Regions from separate parts of the Mus musculus genome. Here regions 1, 2 and 4 are each linked to region 3. Evidence: chromatin contacts called from public Hi-C and promoter capture Hi-C data. All regions are on one chromosome and are shown on one strand. Each heading gives the region's core, a stretch centred on a gene start, on an enhancer-like site or on the middle of the called end of the contact. The rest is flanking DNA. Distances are from core to core; before and after follow the strand shown. Region 1 overlaps Bank1 (B cell scaffold protein with ankyrin repeats 1). Region 2 has its middle 31 kb from the start of Mir6380. Region 3 has its middle 43 kb from the start of Gm26107. Region 4 holds the start of Bank1 (B cell scaffold protein with ankyrin repeats 1).

The links. Promoter capture Hi-C pulls out the DNA fragments that hold promoters and counts their contacts. A called contact is a pair of places that touch in the nucleus more often than the background predicts.
Region 1: a Hi-C map of cerebellum shows a contact between it and region 3, with 3 times the contacts expected there. The contact joins two enhancer-like sites. A contact is called at or near these places in 4 of 484 Hi-C or Micro-C datasets (brain, cerebellar granule neurons and cerebellum).
Region 2: a Hi-C map of cerebellum shows a contact between it and region 3, with 5 times the contacts expected there. The contact joins two enhancer-like sites. A contact is called at or near these places in 3 of 484 Hi-C or Micro-C datasets (cerebellar granule neurons, cerebellum and ventral hippocampal neurons) and 1 of 9 other capture datasets (embryonic stem cells).
Region 4: a contact with region 3 is called in a promoter capture Hi-C map of hippocampal neurons, with 2.6 times the contacts expected there. The contact joins the promoter of Bank1 here to the enhancer-like site in region 3. A contact is called at or near these places in 6 of 39 promoter capture datasets (embryonic stem cells, hippocampal neurons, liver and 2 more) and 1 of 9 other capture datasets (adipose tissue).

The regions. Positions count from the first base shown.
Region 1 is chr3:136,164,182-136,167,734 of GRCm38.p6, forward strand. All of the region lies in intron 7 of Bank1 (B cell scaffold protein with ankyrin repeats 1), which reads right to left. Among named protein-coding and RNA genes, the nearest start is that of Bank1, 160 kb to the right of the region's middle. Within about 2 kb of position 1,465, at least 45 of the 459 cell types and tissues checked have an H3K27ac peak or open chromatin away from gene starts, as enhancers often do. A contact at or near this core is called in cerebellar granule neurons and cerebellum, where this site is marked.
Region 2 is chr3:137,751,351-137,754,695 of GRCm38.p6, forward strand. No RefSeq gene overlaps it. Among named protein-coding and RNA genes, the nearest start is that of Mir6380, 31 kb to the right of the region's middle. Within about 2 kb of position 1,666, at least 96 of the 459 cell types and tissues checked have an H3K27ac peak or open chromatin away from gene starts, as enhancers often do. A contact at or near this core is called in cerebellum, where this site is marked.
Region 3 is chr3:137,108,834-137,112,121 of GRCm38.p6, forward strand. No RefSeq gene overlaps it. Among named protein-coding and RNA genes, the nearest start is that of Gm26107, 43 kb to the left of the region's middle. Within about 2 kb of position 1,863, at least 10 of the 459 cell types and tissues checked have an H3K27ac peak or open chromatin away from gene starts, as enhancers often do. A contact at or near this core is called in cerebellar granule neurons, cerebellum and hippocampal neurons, where this site is marked.
Region 4 is chr3:136,324,696-136,328,202 of GRCm38.p6, forward strand. It overlaps Bank1 (B cell scaffold protein with ankyrin repeats 1), which reads right to left and starts at 1,371. Exons shown (of 17, transcript NM_001033350.3): 1 at 1,175-1,371. The coding sequence starts at 1,244.

The DNA.
Region 1 (3,553 bases), core at 215-2,714, 950 kb before region 3:
TGAAAGAATCATTTAATGAGAAGTAGAGGCCTTAGATCTGGCTAGAATTGTTGTGACCACTATGCTTTTCACCCATATCAAAGGGGCACCAAGTCCCCTATGAGGAGTACTTGTCTTGGAACTGATGAGGGAGCACCATGGCCTCTTTGAAGATGCATCCTGATCTCTGAGGCAATACTCTCATCCCTATGGGGAACACTCAACTCCTATGAGGGACTATGCTTGGATCCATGTAGTGAGTTTCTACACCCATTTGAGAGTGGGATAGCATGAGCTAGGGACCCCATTCATATCTATGTGAGGGAGCATCCAAGCTCTGTGAAGGAACACTCTGGCCAATGTGAGGGAGCACTCTCATTCCCGTGAGAAGTACTAAGGCCAATGCATAGGAATGCCCCAGTTCATGTAAAAGAAGGCACCTGACAACATGACATAACAAATGTGCTTATGTGAGGAGGCCTCCAGCCTATGTGAGGGAAGGCCATGGTCCCTTTGAGAGAGCACCCTCATCTATGTGCAGGAACACCTGGCCTTGGGGGAAGCACCTGGCTCATGGCTAAGACCCCATGCTCTTCTCATGTCAATTTGTCAGCAGTGGAATTCTCACTCTCAATGATGTGTTCATTCAGGGAAAGTAGTGATCTTTCTGATAAACTGATAAATGACCTGAGTGTCACAAGGATGAGGTAGAATCCTGACCCTCAGATCTCTGGTAACCTAAGCCAGAATTGGTTTGTTACCTTTACAATGAGGTAAGCAGTTTCATCATGTGACTTTTCTAATAGACTTTACTCTTGATAGGTAAGACTTCTGCTCCTTCAGCCTCGATCAAAGAAATTGTACAATTGTATAGAAACAAGCATTACTTCCAACCTCTGGATGTGGAACCTCATTGATGAGTTCACTCCTGGGACTGCCTTTTCTGTTCATGCCTACAGATAATGAGGGGGAATACTGCACACATGTCCGATGAGATATTAATCTTTGAAGGTGTATAGTTCCACCTAAATATTGTTAACTTGCTTTGGCATAGTGGGCATTTTCTTGCTATGGTTGAACATTTTCAAATTTTAGTAGTGTTCTACATATCGACTGTTCTTGCCTGTATCATCAGAAATCTACTCTCTAGGAAGCATCTTAAGAGGCTTCAGTGCTGAGAGGAAACATCTCAAGCTGGACACAGGGTTTCACTGCTATACTGTGCCTTTGACTTTGGTTCCGTAATTATGACTTCCTGGCAGAAAGTTGATTTCACAAGACAATCTGTGAGTTTTATACATCAAAGTGAAATTATCAACATACCAGAAGCTTTCACACTGTCCTCTCAAGGGCTTTTGGTTATGTATGCTCTCAGCTATTTGAGATGGTAGTGTTTCCCAAAATACCTGCATTGCCATGCAGTCTGCCACCAGAGTGCTGGAGTGCAGCCATGGCTGGCAGCGAGGCAGTTCCTGCTATGGGAAGGACTCTGCTGAGCCGAGCCTGTGTACAGGACTGATGTCAGTATCCATTATCCACACAGCTGCTACGGATCCTTCTATCATCCTCCATCCCCCCCTCCACCATTTCTTATTGGAATCCAGCTTGTGGCAAACTGATTACAGTAGAGTGACCACTGCAAGGATGAAGACAAGAAAAGCTTTAAGGACATGTGAAAGTGTTATCTTTGAGTAGGAAAGCAGTCCTGTAATATTCTAGAAAAATAGCACCAGATGGGCCCGGTTGGCATACAACTACCCGAAACAGCAAGAATTATTTTAAGAGAGAGAGAGAGAGAGAGAGAGAGAGAGAGAGAGAGAGAAGAAAGAAAGCAAATCACTGGGGCAGCCTGCTGCAAAGCAACAAGAAAAGGCAGTAGCTGTTTCCTCAACATGACTTAGTGTCTTATTCCAGTTCACACAGCCTAACAGAATGCCACAGGCTGGATAATTTATAAACAATGGATGATTACTGGGCACACAGTCCTGGGTGCTGCAAAGTTCCATGGGCACCAGCAATCTAACAAATGGGCAGCAGCCCATCTATGCTAGGCAGACACGGGGAGTCAGAATGAACTCACGCTTTTTGTAAAATACACACCTGCAGTGGTGGCACTGATCTGTGAGAACAGACTCAGCACCACCCAGACACTTCTTAAAGGGCCCACCTCCCAGTTCTGAAATAGTGATGAATAAACTTCAATTCCTCTTTTGGAGGGGATATTCGAACTTAGTAAAGCAAGGACAGATTTCTATATCATGCTTGCTTTTAAAGTTTGGCAGTTCAATCAACTAGCTTACCTTGAGAAACTTCTTAGCAACTTTTAGTATCCCTTAAAATCTGTAAGGTAGATTTTGCTTCTAGGATTAACTTGAATTTAGTACCTGCCAGATAATAAGTAAATAAATGGTCAAGTAGAAACAAATATTGACCTCTAACAAAAATTGTGAAGATAGTGAAGATAGGCACCGCTGAAAAAAGGAGTTGTAGCTTCAAGTCTTGTGCTTCAAGAGGAAGACTGAATAACCAAGAAAAACACAAGATGCACATATAGCCCAAATGGCAAGTTTTCAAAGTTTCCACATAATCTTGAACTCCTCAGAAAGTTCACATAGTTTTCTATTTTGTTTCCAGGTCCAGTTCAGACAGTGTTTTCTTGATGATGGATCAGCTACTCTGAAGGAGGTGAGTCATGGGAGACTCCCACACCAGAACTCTGCGGAGAAAGGACTACACATTGCCGACAGTGGCTTCATCCCAGAGTGGACCATGAGTAATCGCAAGAACGTGGTTTACCTTAAGAAATAACATCTGTCTCAAGAACTGGTTACTGGAAAAGTACTAATCTCAAAGTAGTAATTCTTCTACTCTCTGCAATTTCCAGACACTGAAGACCAACTGAAGCAGGGAGAATAAACCAGTGAGACAGGGACATTATGTTACCCAACTTAAAAAGGCTTGTCTGACACAACTTTGGAGGGTTGATTACTAAGAGGACAATTAAGCCAAAAAAAAAAAAAAAAAAAAAAAAAAAAGCACATCCATTCTCCTATTGGTTAATCTGTTTTCTAATATAGTGAAGATTATAGGTTAATTTGTTTTCTGGTATAGTGAAGATTATAGCTGATGAGGAAAAACAGACTTGCCAGCAGTATTGTCGTACTAAGAGAAAAATGTGACAAGGGGCCTTTGGAAGACAACAACAGACAACGTGCAAAAAGCGATCAGTTGGTTTCCTGGGAACTAAGCGAGCATTTTTCTTTTTTTCTTTTAAAAAATGTATTGAAGATTTCATATGTGACTACAATTTACATCATTAAATCCCATCTTCTCTCCTTCTAACTCTTCCCATGTCCCCCTCTCAAGTTCTTGACCTTTATTTTTTTAATTTAATTTAATTAATTGAATACTTATTAAATATTATAGTTACATCTCTCCCTCGCTTTCTCCAACTCTCTATACAATTTCCTTCTGAATCCACTTAGTGTTGCTCTCATCTATATGTCTGTGTAGGGTGTACCACTTGAGATGGATTGAATCACCTCTCTGGGGACTTTTCTCTGGAGAAGACAGA
Region 2 (3,345 bases), core at 416-2,915, 640 kb after region 3:
GTCAAGTTGACAAAGAAGCTGAACCATCACCACTGTGAAGATTTCACTCACAGGCAAGTGACTAAAAACTACAGAGCATGGGATTTGACCACCGGTCCTTCTGGTTCTAACTCGGTCCTCACTGGGCTCGGCTCGCTGCACTGCGCCTCACTTTCTAGTTTGACTTTGAGGACTCTGACCAAATGGACTATTCATAGTTTTACATGAAGCTTTTCAAGAATGAAACAAAAATCCCTGAAGGTGAAGCAGCTCCTGTCAAAACAGCAAAAGAAAGCCTGAAGGAAAAAAAAACATGTATTAATGCCCCATAGGACATTAATGGCTCTCTGTCCGACTTCGGAGTCATGGCACCTTCATGAGGTGCTTTGGTCTGTGAAGTGCCTACAGTTTGATTTCTTGGTTTATGCTTTTAGTGCACGGACTTCATTTACTTATCTGGGATGTGGGCTTAAGCTGAAGAAGTCTGGGATGCAGGCAGTGGGCCCATCGCCGTTCTGAAAGCATCATTGAATTCTGACTCACCATTTATAGACACTGCCCTGGGCACTGTGTCACTCCCCTCACACCCCATGTCCCGGGTCACTATACCCCTTTTTGGTGCCTGCAATGTGATGACGAGCCATGTCATCAGATAAACTGCTCTCTTCTCTTCATTTACTTGATGTAAATACAGCCGGTGGATGTCACACCAATCAAACAACGCCCGCCCTTCGGCTAGCCAGTGCTTTTCTGCTACTTTGTTGTAAGCACATTGGACCCTCTGAGTCAGGCAAGATACATTGTAGACAACTGCTGGTTAACTCACATCTGAGTGGTTAAATTTAGACTTTATTCTACTGTCCTGAAAAGGGCTAGTTCCCCTTGGAATGTGGGTTTTGTTCCATTCTTGCCAAGTTTCCTGTAAAACTTTTTTTTTTGTTTTGGTTTTGATTTGTTGTTGTTGATGATGGGATGTTTTTGTTTGTTTGTTTGTTTGGGGGGTGTGTTTTTTGTTTTGGTTGGTTGGTTTTGGTTTTTCGAGACAGGGTTTTTCCTTATAGCCCTGGCTGTCCTGGAACTCACTCTGTAGACCAGGCTGACCTAGAACTCAGAAATTGGCCTGCCTCTGCCTCCCAAGAGAGAGGCAAGCCGCACAGGTAGCAGATCCCAGACTGTGGTTCTGGGACTGGCCAATGGAGGGCTCCACGGGCCAATTGCAAGCTGTCTGACTGAAGGCTCTGATCTCTCTCAATGTCTCTGCTAAACTGAGCATTTTTAACAACTTCGTACAGTCGCTGTGAAGCATACAGCGCATATTAGTATTTCACATGTGTTCCTTTCCTTCTCTTCTACCCCAGCCCCAACCCCCAAAATTAACGTTGCCAATTAAATTTGCCAAATAAGGCAAAGGCTACTGAGGTCGATTGCAGCTGCAAGATTAAGTCTCTCTGTCCCACCCAAGTGCTTAAGAAGTGTCCGGCACAATCCAAACTCCAAAGGATGTTAAATGCTGTTCCCCTGCCACCCACTCTAGCCGCCAGGGCCCCAATGCACATTAAAATAAGATTAGGGCAATGATTTAAGCTGAAAATTGGGCTGCCAGAGAAAGCACCGGCCTCACTCCTGGGGGATTAACTATACCTATGGGTACAGAGGCAGGCGCCTCCGGCTAGCTGACGTCAGCGCCCCCGGGTTGTTTTTGCCCCCCGCAGTGTGGGAAGGAATGGGAGTGGGGAGGATGCCGGAGTGCAGTGCCTCGCCAGCGCTAACATAGCCCACTGGCGCCCTCTCGTGGTACTCAGTCGAGTTGTTTCCTTTAAGAAAACAAAGCCAGGAGCCTCCGAATAGATAACTAATGGGACTTCCATACTTGTCCTCCTTCTCTTCCCAGGGTATGGAGAGTTTCCCAGCACGGTCACGGTCACAGAAAGCTGCTGATGAGAGAGTACTGGTACTGCTTTGTGGCAGACCTGAACAAACATCCAGTTTAGGAAGTGATAAGGACTTCAATATTTGGAGAGAGTTCTGGAATGTTCTTAGCAGTCTTCACAAAGAAAGCAGACTGCAGCAGAGGAGAGAGATTTAGACTGCCCTCCGTGAGCCAGCTTCTCATGGCGACAGCCTGGCTGACACTGCAAATGAGGCCCTGTGTTAGATCCACTCCACAGACTTAAGACAAGGCGTGGACCAGAGTCTCCAACAGCCTTGCTCAACAACAAAACAACAAACAGGAGGCAGTTACAGCTCCCGCCTTTCTACTTCCTGTGTCTATTTCACGAATCATGCCGAAAATAAGCAGTTAAGCTCTATCGTGCTGAGGAATAAATAATAAATGATTCTGACTCGACAGCAGGCAGATCTGGAGAGGAGAAATATTTTGTACACGCTGCCTTACTTCAGCAGGTGAGAGGAAGAAGACGCGTTCTGCAGACCTCCACCTGCCAATGAAGCACTGTGGTTCACAGGAGACAACATTCACTCACATCCCAACACAACCAGAAACATACACACACGTGTACACACACACATACATAGACACACAGTCATACACATCACACACACAGACACACACAGACACACACAAACATATACACACACATACACACATGCATAAACACACAGTTACACATACACACACAAACATATACACACACATACAAACATGCATAAACACACAGTTACACACATACACACAAACATATACACACACATACACACATGCATAAACACACAGTTACACATACACACACACCAGAAATGTAACTTGGTAATGTTTGATTAAGGAAACAGGAAGCCATTAGCTATCTCTGAACTCTGAGCTCCTGTTACAAACCACCACATCAACAAACTGAACGAGTATTTATTTGTTCACTTATTTATTTTGAAACATATTGGTTCCCTGAAGCCCAGTCTGGCCTTGAACTCCTGGTTGTCCTGCATCTGCCTTCTGAGTTCTGTGCATTCATACCTAAGCCACCACACATAACAGGTGTATATGTTTTGTCACAGAAAGCAGGGAGTTCAGTCCATCATCAACAGCCCCATCCTTCAACCAGTTATAGGCAGCCTCCTGCACTGGTTTGCCTTCTGTTGATATGATAAAACATCAAGCAAAAAAAACAAGTGGGGAAGGAAAGTTTTACCTTACCACTTATAGCTCACCATGAAGGAAACTCAGGGTAGAAACTAAGGACGACCCACGAAGACAAAGGGAGCAGAAGAGCAATCGGGGCCTGGATGGCTGTGAACTTCTGGGACTTAGCTTCAGAGAGATAGCTCATCGTATTGCTACAGGGGTGAATTATATAAGAGTTCTGAGGGTTGCCTACAGGAAGAGCTGATTGGTCACAAAACAGCACCGAATTA
Region 3 (3,288 bases), core at 613-3,112:
CCTTCGTATACTTCCTTCTAGGCTTGTTATGCAAACTGTACTCCTTAATGTTTTCAAGGTGCTGAGAATACTTCTGCCTATAGTAAATCCTATTTTTTAAAAAAAATGGCAATTAAATCACATAGTCCAATTAGGCTATTGTAGAATACTGTGAAAATATCATTTTTGTCACCATGGAGACAACTGGCTCAAATGATGACCAGGAAGTACCCAGTCTTCTTGCATTTTTCTTTCCTTGCTGGGAGCTTGTCTAGACATTTACGGTAATGTCCCCTTCATCACTGAAACACAAAAAATGGACTTTTCATTTTTATATTCCCTTTCCTTATCTCTTTTAAATTGCTTGGATTAATATGTATTAATTGGTTAATTAATGAATGTGCATCAATATGTCTATGGGTGTGGTTTCTCTCATGTCTTGACTGTGTGTATGTAACTTCTGTGAGAACATTGCTGAAATGTGATTTCTGATTAGTGAGCCTGCCCTTAGCCTTCATGTTCTGTTTCTGCAAGCTCTCGGGTTCTGGTTCCAAGTTACACTTTCAGTGGCAGTATTGTACTGAGATTATTATCACATAAAATAGTGTGCATATGTATGCATCTAGTATATATGCATGTATGCAAAGCACTATTGTAAAAAAATATGCTTTACTTCAGGCTCTAGACACATGAAATGTATCATACTGCATTTTCACTGAGAGAATTCTCTTCTGCCTTGACTGTTTCATATTCTGAGGAAACCAGAGTATATAACAATAGCATTTGAGGTACTTTGTTTTAAGTATTTATTTGGATGTGCGTGTTTGTGATGGGTACCACAGAAGACAACATTTGATCTTCTGGATTCTGAGTTATAGGAGGCTGAGAACAAACTCAAGTCCTCTGAAAGAGAAGCAATCACAATCAGCCATCGAGGCATCTCTTCAGTACCAAATCATCACATTTTAGATTCCCATCTATCTGCTCCCTTTGGATACACTCTTTTGAACATTGAGCAGAGAATTTAGAAGCCTCACCCGCACGTTCACATGCTCCATGGACATTTGAACATAAACTCTTCCGTGGATTGTGTCCTTGTAAGCGGAGCCTGTTTCCTGGACTCCACGGCATATGGTCACCCTGTGGGAGATGCTCCCGTGGGTGGGGAAAGTGGGGCTCTCTGACAGTCACACACAGTTTCCGCCAACCTGAGCTCGGGCCTCAGCAGGAGCTTCATGAACAGTAGCCCCCTTCCAGGTACGTTGCCAGAATTTCAGAGCTCTGCCCACACTGAATTATTAACAGTTCAAGAGGAAATGTTCACAGAGATGTTCTCTGTGGGAGAGTCCCAGTAACACTCTTTGTCCCCTCTCTGCCCGCTCCCAGGGTTCCACGAGAACACATCCACACTACTATGAGGTCAATGGACCTGTTAAACAGGACGGGTTTGTCAACTTTTAAAATAACAGGAGATTCTTAGATTCCTGGATGTTGATCACGTGAACCGCAGTTAACTTCTTCGAAGGAAAACTTTGCTTCATCCACAGAGAGTACTACAATCTTTAAAAGTTTATTTAAAATTCTTAAAAATATGAATACTACAAGAGTGTACTGTCCTTCCTTTTAGGAAATGTAGGCTCCAATTTCATACCTTCTATCCACTGGTCAAATACTGCAGCTTCTGACGCTGGTCCTTGTTTTGGTGGCTTTCTGATCTACTCACAGAAGCTGAGTGTGGGGAGAGTAGCATCAAGCACTGCCAGGCTGCTCCCTGTGAGCAGATGCCCCAGGCTAACAAGCAGCTACGTCCAGTAGGTGCCATCTGCTACACCTGGCAATGGCAGAAACTGTGGGTTGAAGTCTTTCTGCAACATCTTGGCTCACTGAACTTGCCTGGCAGGGTGCTGGAGCAGGTGGCTTGGCCACAGCTTGCTTTCCAGTATGTTGTGTTCTGGATTAGTCCTGGGGGAGAAAACTGATTCATAACTCCTCCTCTCTGCCTACTCGTTCTGGTTATCGTTGACACTTTAACATGTTTGGAATGTCATCCAAAGTGCAAGAGGTCACAGCCAACGAAGGCCAACAACCAATAAACCAAAATGTTTCCTGGAATTCTATCGCCCATCAGAATCAGGGACTTCTCCTTTTGTGGATCCTTTTCTTGGAACCCTTTTCTTGATCTCTGAATTTCTTTTCATTCCATTCAGTTTCTATCAGCAGCATCTTCCCCTCCAGGCCTGTTGCCCTACTGAGAGACCCATCAGAGAAATGGTTTCTCTGTTCATTGACCTTCTCATGTCCACTAATCTGGAGTTTGCATGTGGACAATGCTCCTAGTATGGAACAATATTTTAAAAATAGCCACATGCTAAACTATGGATTTCTGCTGTTCTTAGTTGTCCAGGAAACACCATGTATGGAAGCTCTTCTAAGAATCCTGGACTTTGGAGAGTCTATGAAAGTTGGACCTTTCTTTCTTTCTTTCTTTCTTTCTTTCTTTCTTTCTTTCTTTCTTTCTTTCTTTCTTTCTTCCTTCCTTCCTTCCTTCCTTCCTTCCTTCCTTCCTTCCTTCCCTCCTTCCCTCCCTCCCTCCCTCTCTCTCTCTCTTTCTTTCTTTCTTTCTTTCTTTCTTTCTTTCTTTCTTTCTTTCTTTCTTTCTTTCTTTTGTTTTTTCAAGACAGGGTTTCTCTGTGTAGCCCTGGCTGTCCTGGAGCTCTCTCTGTAGACCAGGCTGGCCTCAAACTCAGAAATCTGCCTGCCTTTGCCTCCCAAGTGCTGGGATTAAAGGCGTGCACCACCACTGCCCGGCTGGACATTTCTAAAAGGACCTCTAAATATTCTATAGTCCATTGTATCTTTTGACTCTGTGTTGAATATGCTAGAATACATTTTCTTTGGTATGCTTACTTTCATTATCTTGCTTTCTTCCTACATTTTCTATGTCATCTTTTTTCTACTTTCTCTATTTTTTCCCCAAATATTTAACCAATATTTTACCCAAATCTCATGCTTCTTCTCCTCTAAGTAAACATGAGAAGGTTTCACTTGGTTCAGAGCACGTTTACCATGCATCGAGTGGAGAAGCCTAAGATGGGGCTGTCAAAACCAACAGCAGGGTTGTTGCAGGCTTCAGTGAAAGTGGATCAGAGCTCTGGTTTTCTTAATGCTGATGACCATAAGGTTGCCCTTCCTAGGCTAGGTGTGACTGGACAAATGACCATCTCCATTGTGAACAGATGAGGGGCATACCACATGTAGCAAGGAGGCAGAAGTATGTCACTGGTTCCTTCAGAACTGTATGCTCCTGAG
Region 4 (3,507 bases), core at 121-2,620, 780 kb before region 3:
GTTATAGATACATTCCCCATTTTAATGGAAAAAAAACAACCGTTCACATTTATTAAAAGTGTATCTCAGACACTATTGCGTATGCCAGCAAGATTTTGCTGAACGGACCCTGATATAGCTGTCTCGTATGAGGCTATGCCAGTGCATGGCAAATACAGAAGTGGATGCTCACAGTCATCTATAGGATGGAACACAGGGCCCCCAATGGAGAAACTAGAGAATGCACCAAAGGAGCTGAAAGGGGTCTGCAACCCTATAGGTGGAACAACAATATGTACTAACCAGTACACCCCGGAGCTCATGTCTCTAGCTGCATATGTAGCAGAAGATGGCCTAGTCGGTCATCATTGGGAAGAGAGGCCCATTAGTATTGCAAACTTTATATGCCTCAGTACAGGGGAATGCCAGAGCCAAGAAATGGGAGTGGGTGGGTAGGGGAGCAGGGCAGGGGGAGGGTATAGGGAACTTTCGGGATAGAATTGGAAATGTAAATAAAGAAAATATCTAATAAAATAAGTGTATCAGACCCTAAAAACAACTAAAGCCAAAAGATCCTACCTAAAATAAAGTTAATAAAATACAATAAAAATAAAAATGTTATGAGAATTTTAATTCTGATTAGTAAATTAAAATAATTTCAGGCTACAATTTCTTGCTGTATAACTCACCAGGAACACCTCCTATAATCATGTTAATATTCTGGTGAAATCTCTTTACCAAAGCTAAGTTTTTAATGCTTATTCTGGAACTTCACATGCATTTAAAAATAAAACCAAAAGGAACTCAAACCAAGCACCTCAGCAGTCATTTGAAAATGTAAACTATCTGACATAGTCAACCAAGTTGACTCCGTTCCTTTTTCTCATTTAGGAGCTCATGGTTCCAGGGAGTTGGTTTTATACAGACTGATCCGGGGCAGGGGAATGGGCAAGGATGCTTCAAACGAGGCATTTTGCTCCATGTATATACATTTCAGATGAGATCTAGCATTAAAGCTGGGTGCAAAGTGATTTTCAAAAGTAGAGAAGCCCCCACCCCACCCCCAGGTTTAAAGACACCCAGGTCTTGGTAGCTCCCAGGGCAAACTGTCTACTGGTGGCCCTTAGTCTCAGAAGGACTCCAGGGTCATCATGTACCCTCCACCCAAAGCCCTGACAAACATGAGACCACCCACCTGGAGGTGCTAGGCCAACCTGGAACAGATCCTGGGTGCTACCCCTAGTGCCAGAAGCCACAGGAAGCATTGCGGGAGGTTGGAGCCTGGGAGCTGCAGTGGCCAGCCCTGCCTGCAACTTCCCCTGCAGACCTTTAGTTCCGATGGTCTGTGGCCCTGCAGCTTGCTTCCTACTCTGGGGATTGTGGCCCGAGGTTGCCGGAAATGCAGCCCAGGGGCTCAGGCCGCAAGGCTAGGGTTAGGCCTTGCTGGGGGAAGTGAAATTGCTCAGGCTTGCTTTTACTTAGTTTGAGAGAGCTGTCTTAGGTTCCCTTTCTCCCAGGCTATCTTTAAGCTCAGGTGACCTAGAGCTTATAGCTTTTCTTATTCTGTTCTGTATTTCTCTGCTATGCTAACCCTTCCTTCTGCAAGACAGAAAGTAGACTTTTATAAAAGGAACTACTTGACAGAGGCATAGATAGAGATACCGTGACAGAGATATAAAGGTATGAAATTTTAGTATTTCATCTTACCCAGGCTCCAGGCTAAGTCTGTGTGTTATAGAGTGATTTTCATTCCCACATGAGAAGTTTTTCCTAGATCTGCTCTAATTTTGAAATGGGCCAGGTCAGAGACATACACATACCCTATACCCTTCTCCTCAAACATGAATTATGGCTGTGTTCTTGCTTGTTTGAAAGAATAAGAAATACCCAAAGAGTTATCCCAGAGCCTAACAATGAGCAAATATCAAAAATCACTAGACTACAACCTAACCAAAGTTGGAGATCGTTTGACAATCAAATTCAAAGTGTGTGTGTTGGGGGAGGAGGACTGGAAAAAGGGATAACATTTGAAATGTAAATAAAGAAAATATTCAATAAAAAAAAGTGTGCAAGTAACACACAGTTGCCATGGACCACTTTTCCTTCTTCGAAAAGAACCAGAAAGTTCTACTCTAAGTGTTTTTGGAATACTGTAACTATCAAGTGTCACAGAAAGTCATTAACTTTCCACACATGCTAGATAAAATTCATAAAGCAAAATGTGAGGAAGCTTTGAAAAGCATTAGATATACATTTATCTTCTACATGGTACTTCTTATTTGATCATCTTGAGTAACTCTTCCAAATTTGGAACAATAAAGCCAGTATATGAAATGATACCCTGACGTGTGAGCGGCTGCTTATGAAGGACAGCTTACCCAGAAATGTCAGCAGAGTTTACAGGGACATGGGTGTCACTCCGGTCAATGTTTTCAGAAATGCAATACTTAGGAAAGATTAAGTCTTCATAGGGGAGAAAGAAAGGGTGTGGTGTATTAAAAGGAAATTTAGTGTATTTATATATATATATATATATTTTTTTTTAAATTAGGTATTTTCCTCATTTACATTTCCAATGCTATCCCAAAAGTCCCCCACACCGTCCCCCCCCCCACTTCCCTACCCACCCACTCCCATTTTTTGGCCCTGGCATTCCCCTGTACTGGGGCATATAAAGTTTGCAAGTCCAATGGGCCTCTCTTTCCAGTGATGGCCGACTAGGCCATCTTCTGCTACATATGCAGCTAGAGTCAAGAGCTCAGGAGTACTGGTTAGTTCATAATGTTGTTCCTCCTATAGGGTTGCAGATCCCTTTAGCTCCTTGGGTACATTCTCTAGCTCCTCCATTGGGGGCCCTGTGCTCCATCCAATAGCTGATTGTGAGCATCCACTTCTGTGTTTGCTAGGTAAGCAACGGCATTGGAAGGAGGGCATGGAGAGGCAAATGATATATGTAAGCCTGGGTGTGGGAATCTCATAAGAGAATCACCACAAACTTCTTTTTTTTTCTGTCATAATCCATAAATGTATTTATGTAGATTTTCTTTTTATTAGGTATTTTCTTCATTTACATTTCCAATGCTATACCAAAAGTCCCCCATACCCTCCCCCCACCCACTCCCCTACCCACCCACTCCCACTTCTTGGCCCTGGCGTTCCCCTGTACTGAGGCATATAAAGTTTGCAAGACCAATGGGCCTCTCTTTGCAGTGATGGCCGACTAGGCCATCTTCTGCTACATATGCAGCTAGAGTCACGAGCTCCGGGATACTGGTTAGTTCATAATGTTGTTCCACCTATAGGGTTGCAGATCCCTTCAGCTCCTTGGGTGCTTTCTCTAGCTCCTCCCTGTGCTCCATCCAAGTGAGCTCACTGGGAAGATTATCTTCACTGGTACCTGTGCTACTGAAGGGATTTCTAACTGCAACTTAGACCAACTGAAGGCTCTATTTTTTCCACACAGTTAAATGCCTGTGTCTTCAAAGTTATGCATTTATGCATGTGTAACGCAATGCAGAGCTATCTATT